2 separate regions of the Mus musculus genome follow, and region 1 is linked to region 2. The links are chromatin contacts, called in public Hi-C maps. All regions are on one chromosome and are shown on one strand. Each heading gives the region's core, a stretch centred on a gene start, on an enhancer-like site or on the middle of the called end of the contact. The rest is flanking DNA. Distances are from core to core; before and after follow the strand shown.

Region 1 (3,603 bases), core at 864-3,363, 1.1 Mb after region 2:
TCAAGTTCAAGAGCAGAAAGTACATGCCAGTGTAAAGAATAATTTGGCCAAATTTTATTGAACACCTACTATGTGAAAACTCTCACAAAAGACACAAAACTTAAGACATAAAATGTCATCTTCTTGAACATAAAGTTAAATGCTCAAAACAACTAGATATGCAAATAACTCCATTAGACATTATGTGGGTGCTATTTAAACAAAACAACAAAACTTCTAACAAGGTACCCCAAGTGCTAACAGGAGGGAACATAAACAAGAGTTTCTGAGAAGCTTCAAAATAAAGTGGGTTTGTATTTGACTCTCCCCCCCCCCTTTTAAATCACCCATCAGCATTCAAGATTTGCAAGATTATTAAGTAACTTAATCTGTTTTAGGTATTTTTATTCCCTAATTTGCAACAACAGACCTTGGATATCCACCCCCACTGGGGGAAAAATACCGATTCAACATTTTGAACGTTTAGTTAAAATGAGCTTTAACTAAATCTCACCTTTAAAAAACTGAGACTTGTTTCTACACCAAACCTGTAAGTGTAATTAAAAACTTTCCAACACGCAGATTTTAATCTGTAATCTGGATTAGTATTCTTTTAAAATTCTATAAAGGGACGAACAAATGGGATACCGATTTTTTTTTTTTTTTTTATAGAAATGTTCCGACTGTCAGTGATACTCACTTGGAAGACAAACAAGTGAAAATAAAATTCAGGGGCATGGGTGTTTTGTTCTGCTTTGTTTCATTAAAACCACCTCCTTCTCCCCCAACGGTCCTCTTCCTACTAAATGACAAAGATCTGACTCAAAGCTAAGAGTATTTGGTCTTCCGGGAAAGGCTACCACATCATTTCTAGGATTCTGATACTTCCTGGAGGGTTCTGTATTGCCATGATCTAACTCTAAGCATTGAGCACTGTGTTGACAGATGAAAGGACCACACTCATAAATAACTTGCCCAGAAGGAGTGGGCAAAGTCCGTGTGGAGGGACGCCGAAGAAGCCAGTTTTTAAAAGGGGAAATTACGATAGACGCAAATTATGGAATAGAAGCAAACTGGGGAACGTGTACTGGACAGATGATCTAAGTTGTTACTATCAAAGGAAACTTTTCGCCCTTAATTACAGAAGAGATTTGTATCCGGTGCTTTTGTAATTATGCACAGGTAGGCAATATCTGAGGAGAATCTCACGTTCAAACATAAACAGTTTTATAAAACATTTGCATTGAAGTATCCATTCTTTTAGGATTAACTATAAGTACAATGGAACTAGAATCAGATTATACAGATTTAGGCAGGGGCAGCTGGGGCAGAACAGGCAGCATGTAAATTCCTTAACAATGTGTTACAGGGCACAGTTTCCAGCTACAGGAGAAATCCAGAAAACCGCTTGAGGACCGGAACTGTGCACGCCGTAGTCTCCCAACACTAATTCAACAGCTAGCGGCTCCCGCCAGCCTCGCGCTGCCCACGGCGGCGGCGGGCGAGTCGCCACCTCCACCTTGGAGACTGTCCGCTCGGCACTCGGCTGGCCATCGCCCTCCCAAACTACTTGCCGGCTCTCCCCGCACCGGCGCCGGCCGTCGGCAGGCCGGGGAGGGAGCGATCGCGCCCACGGGAAGGAAGTTCCGCCAAGTGGTCGGGCTCGCCGTGGGACCGAGCCTGCAGCACCGCGGCCTCCCAGCCCCGGGGACGCCCCGCGCGGCCCGGTGCCGGCAGGAAGCGTGGAGGAGGGGAGGCGAGCGCGGAGCCCGCCGCCGACCCCACCCCGTGCGCGACCCCGCCGGCCCGGCCGCCCTCGTGCGCCCGCCTTCCCCCTGGGAGGGCCGCCGCCCCGCACCTCGCGGACCCGGGGACCCCGGCAAGTTTGCAGGAGAGATGCACTGCCACCCTGCAGCACGCCGAGGGGGAGAAAAGAAAATGTCAGGCGATGACGGCCGGCAGGACTCACCCATGTTCCTCCCACAGAGTGAGGACCGGCAGGGCGAGGCGAAGGGTTCGGGTGCGGGCGGCGCGGCTCAGCGGCGGCGGCGTCCTCCCTCTACCTCCGCGTCTCCCGCAGCCAGGGAGGGACCCGCGGGGGGCGGCCGCCGGGGAGGAGCAGCGGCTGCGGCTGCGGGCGGCGCGGCCGCGGCGGGGACGAGCGGCGGGGGGCGGGGCGGGGCGGGGCGGGGCGGCCGGGCGCAGCCTGCGGCGGGCGCGGCTGCGAGCGAGCGAGCGAGCGAACGTGCGGGCGGGCGGGCGGGCGGGCTGGCGCGGAGGCGCCGAGCCGTCCTGAGGAGCGCCCTCCCGACGCGCGGCCGAGCGCCCCGCCCTCTCCGCCGAGCGCCCCGCCCTCTCCGCCGAGCATGCTCAGTGCGGCCAGTGCTGCCTCCTGCCCACGGCCGGCGAGGCTTAGCCCGCCGGGGGCTGTGCGTCTACAGACCGGAGCGGTACAGCTCGGTGGCTGTTGCTCGAGGGGCGGAAGCAGGGCTCAGATCTCCGGGCTGCTGGGACGGAGCCTCCCGGGAGGAAGTCTCAGCCCGGAGCGTGCCTGGCAGCGCACGCCCCAGGCGAGCATGTGCGGGGTGGCGGAGCAGGAGGACGTAGATGTCCGCGGGCGCGTCCCCAGGGCGCATCAGGCTGTCCTGCGGGGCTGGCGGGAAAGCCGGTCCAGCGGAGAGCGGTCGCAAGGTCACCCTCGGCGAGCCAGTGCCTAAAGCCCTTTAACCCGTCGGGCGGGACCCTACAGGCTGTGTCCGCCGCACTCCGGCTGTGCCAGGGAGGAAAGACGTGCTGAGATCAGAAACACTGAAAGTCCACCTACGGGCGGGGGTAACTCGGTGGATGACGAGCCGCCCGGGGACTGTGACCGAAATGCTCCCACATGCTCTCGCGGGGCTCGGGGTCCCAGACTGGGCTCTGCACCAAGAAGAGGCAGTAGGATTTCTCTGTGTAGCCCTGGCAGTCCTGGAACTCACTTTGTAGACCAGCTGGCCTGGAACTCAGAAATCCGCCTGTGAAAAACCAAAAAAATAAATAATAATAATAACGTAAAATAAAAGAAGGAGGGGGAGAAGGAAGAAGAAGAGACAGTAGGAGACCTGCACGTGTCCTGACCCCTGCCTGCCTGGACTTTATCCCAGGCCTGTGGCGATCTGTAGGAAGAGGAGCTGCAACTCTTGCTGCCAGAAGGGGCTGTTTCTTCATCTGTGACTCTCACAGACCAGTCGCTAATATTACAGGCACAGATCACAAGAGCATCTCGATATGTTAGGTACTGGGATTTTATGTGATTTTTTCTGAAATAAAAATGCAACATAATTAAAGACAGGTGTGATCTATTTACAGCAGCTCAGGCATAGACTGATACAGATGTTAAACACCCGTTCTTGGAAGAAAACTACTCTTCCTGTTTGCCTATAATTCATCTTGCAGAAGGCTGTTAGGATTGTTGTAATAATCTCTATACACAGGGTTCAAACAAAATTACTGAGCATCTGGGGCCCAGAAGACAAACCAGGGCAGGACCACACATCTTCTGAGGGTACCTCTTCCTTGCCTTGTAGCAATATGACTCTAGCTTTCACATATTTTCCCTACGTGCTTATGTGTCCAGTTTTCCCT
Region 2 (3,473 bases), core at 494-2,993:
TCCAAAGCTTAGATCCTGCTTTCAGGATAGGATTTGTTTAATTAAAGAGACAGAGTTGAATATTTTCTGGATCTTTCTTCTCCTTTGGGTATCTTAACTTCAGAGGCTGGAGAGTGCAAAAAACACAGGTACAAACCTTGGGAGCTGGCCAGTAAGGTCGGCTCTGAACTGCTTGATTCTGGGCTGGATGCTCCCAGAGAGGCCCTTATTCTGTTTTTTTTATTTGAAGAGAAACGTGGAGAGTTTTTGGAGCTCTGAAGACCTCATAAGGAGTTTCCCTTATTGAAAATCCTAGCTGTCAATACCAAATGGCAGTACAGGTCCTTGGCTTTAAATTTAAACAGAGAATTATTGAGAGCTGCTTTTAGACTTTTTATTAATTATCATTACATGTGTGCATGGTGTGTGTGTGTGTGTGTGTGTGTGTGTGTGTACCCGTCTGACATATCATCTGTGTGGAGGTCTGCCGAGTGGGTCCCAGGACTCAATCTCAGGCTTAGCCAGGCTTAGCCGCAAGCACCTCTACTTGCTGTGCCAGCATAGTGCCGTGAGAAATTTTACAGTAACACAATATAAAATGATACAATCTCTAGTGTAAACAGAAATTTCAACCCATTCTCAGAGGAGGATGGGGCCTCTGGCAGGTAGCTGTCTCAGCTTTGTTATTTCACTGATGTGACCGATAAGATGGGGTTTAAAACCCTTTCGTGTTTATTGCCATCCTATGCAAGGTGACAGTATGTCTTTATGTCATTGGGTGATGAGGAATTCCAGCCACTTAGGTAGACAACAGGTCCAGAGTCCTCTCTCTTGGGAAACACAAGCGTGTAGGTGCAAGGCTTTGTCTCCAAGGAAACCTCCTTTCTTGTCTGAGTAGCCCTTTTTTCTTTACTAAATGTCCGGATGAGCTGTGTCATCAGGGTCCCTTCTGATGAACTCTGATGATGTCACCTAACCTAAACCTGTCTATCTGAAGCCAGGCTGTTGTTATCTTGTGTCTAAAGGCTATGAAAGAGCTCCCATTGCTGTGTGAGAAGGAGGCACCGTAGAAACATGATTGTCGTACAAACTTCCTCATTCTTTTTCTTTTGAAAAAAAAAAAAAATCCCTCTTACTCACAGCCGTGTAGTCTTTCTGTTTATGGAACCAGTGACACAGTTCACTGCCAAGAGGTGCACTCAGAGTTCTTCCACCTCACTTTAATGATAAACTAGCCCAGTATCAAAGAAACAGACGATTGTATGCACACTCCCCAGCTGCTGAAGGATGCCCAAAAGTTGATTTTTTTTTTATCACATTCTCTCAGTGTAACTGTTCTCACTTTTAGAAAAATATCTTACACTTTTACAATGAATCAGCGCCCCCAGAAGGAAGTTCCTACAGGTCAATTAAACTGGCCAGGTAGACGACCATCAGGTGGCAGTGGGAAGAGACTCGAATCCTGGAAACACTGGTCAGAGCGGCGATTTTTCAAGGAACTGGGAAGTTGTACTCATCGAAAAAGCGCTCTTACCCCAAATCCTGGAGCAGGTCTGTGCCTCCATCTGCTCTGCCCCACAGCTCTGAGGGATCCTGGGTACTCATGTTCCCTCCTAGAAGTTCTGCTCTGCCCATAAGTTCCTTTGCTTCTGATGGCTGACTCCCCGCCAGGTGCTGTATGAAGAGAGAGATGGGATCGGCTGCTGCTGGACGCGCTGCTCCTCCTCGCTAAGGCAGGAGCCGGCTGGGGCTGAGTCTCTGGCTAGCAAGGAAGTGAAACTTGGTTGCTCCTCCCACACTGCCTCTGCCACCGTGGGCCTGAGGCATAGGCAGGGGTGTTCTGTCAGTCAGGAAGTGTGCTAACTAACCCCTCTGGCAGCAGAGCACCTCAGTCACCACAACGTATTGTCAAGTTAGATTTTGCCAAAGAAAACAGAAGGACCACCCGCCCAACCAGGATGGGGCGATTAGGTCAAACTCTTTCTAGGAGTCCAAACTGTAGCTTCTCCTTACCAGGGTTTGCCTGTAGTTTGGGGGGGGGGGCGGGGAGGGGGCTATGTGCACGCGCACACCCACCTCACACAGCGGCACAAGGAACACCGAGGAAGCTTCGACGTCAGATACATCTTCTGAAGGGGTTAAAAAAATTATAGGTAAACAACCAGTCCTGCTCTAACCTACTTTGTTTCTGGTACTGGCTCAGGATTTCTTTCCAATATTCCCTTGAGGTTTCTGTAGGGGAACACTTGTTTCTCTTATGGAAGAAGGTTTGGGGGCAGAGGCTGTCGCCAACATGCCCAAAGACCTGGGTTCCATCCCCGCACCCCATAAGATCCTGTAATCCCAGCACTCTAGAGGTAGGGGCAGAAAAGTCAGAAGTTCAAGGCTATCCTCATCTACTTGGTGAATTTGAGTCCAGCCTGGGCTATGTGAGTCCCTGTTTAAAAAACAAACAAGGCAAAGGACTGAGTAAGAAGGCAGAAGAAAGTTAAAGAACAGCATCTGTCGGGGGTGTACCCAGTAGGCTGAGCTACGCTGTCCGGGGGTGTACCCAGTAGGCTGAGCTACGCTGTCCGGGGGTGTACCCAGTAGGCTGAGCTACGCTGTCCGGGGGTGTACCCAGTAGGCTGAGCTACGCTGTCCGGGGTGTACCCAGTAGGCTGAGCTACGTACGCTGTTCGGGGTGTACCCAGTAGGCTGAGCTACGCTGTCCGGGGTGTACCCAGTAGGCTGAACTACCCTGGATGCAGTGGTGTTTAGACTCATAAAGAGGAAATTCCATCTGCCTGGATGTGTATCAGTGGATGGATAAAGAGCTCTCTCTCTGCATGTTCCCCCTCCAATATCCCAAGATGAACTAGGGTTCATCTGAGGGCTGTTCCATTTGGTATCCTAAAGAGACTGATAGAACGAAGACCTTGTTCTACACAGGCTGCCAATGTCTCCTTAGGAACCGTCCTCTCTTCTGTTTCCCAATGGTTCCTGGGACTCTGGCTTTCTCTGGTGAGAAAGTCCTCAGTGCCTAGAGGCAGTCCTGGGGAGAAGCAGCTCTGAGAACACACATATAACGAACCGGCACACACTGGCTGCTATAGTTCTCTCAGACAGAGGAATATAAAGTGTCGGGCAGTGGTGGCGCATGCCTTTAATTCCAGCACTTGGGAGTCAGAGGCAAGTGGATTTCTGAGTTCGAGGCCAGCCTGGTTTACAGAGTGAGTTCCAGGACAGCCAGGGCTATACAGATAAATAAATAAATAAATAAATAAATAAACAAACAAACAAACCAACCAAACTTAAAAAAAAGATAAAGTGCACGTCAACAGAAAGGGGGCAGGGAGGGCTCCAAATCACTGGGCAAGCCATGCAACAGGTCCCCTGCTCCTTCCTGCACATTTCTCCAGTGCTGGACTGTCCTTTTCATCCCATTTTAGCACATTTGGGGGGAGGGGGGGAGTCCCATTTCTCTTAATCTCTTCCCTTTCATTCTTTCTTTT

What was found. A called contact is a pair of places that touch in the nucleus more often than the background predicts.
Region 1: a contact with region 2 is called in a Hi-C map of B cells, with 7 read pairs. The contact joins the promoter of Rap1gds1 here to the promoter of Dapp1 in region 2. A contact is called at or near these places in 3 of 39 promoter capture datasets (liver and pre-B cells), 1 of 484 Hi-C or Micro-C datasets (B cells) and 1 of 115 datasets of contacts at active chromatin or transcription factors (pro-B cells).

The regions. Positions count from the first base shown.
Region 1 is chr3:139,073,088-139,076,690 of GRCm38.p6, forward strand. Rap1gds1 (RAP1, GTP-GDP dissociation stimulator 1) reads right to left here and starts at 2,114. Exons shown (of 15, transcript NM_001040690.2): 1 at 1,949-2,114. The coding sequence starts at 1,952.
Region 2 is chr3:137,979,806-137,983,278 of GRCm38.p6, forward strand. Dapp1 (dual adaptor for phosphotyrosine and 3-phosphoinositides 1) reads right to left here and starts at 1,744. Exons shown (of 9, transcript NM_011932.3): 1 at 1,514-1,744. The coding sequence starts at 1,614. All of the region lies in intron 2 of Gm19708 (a long non-coding RNA gene), which reads left to right.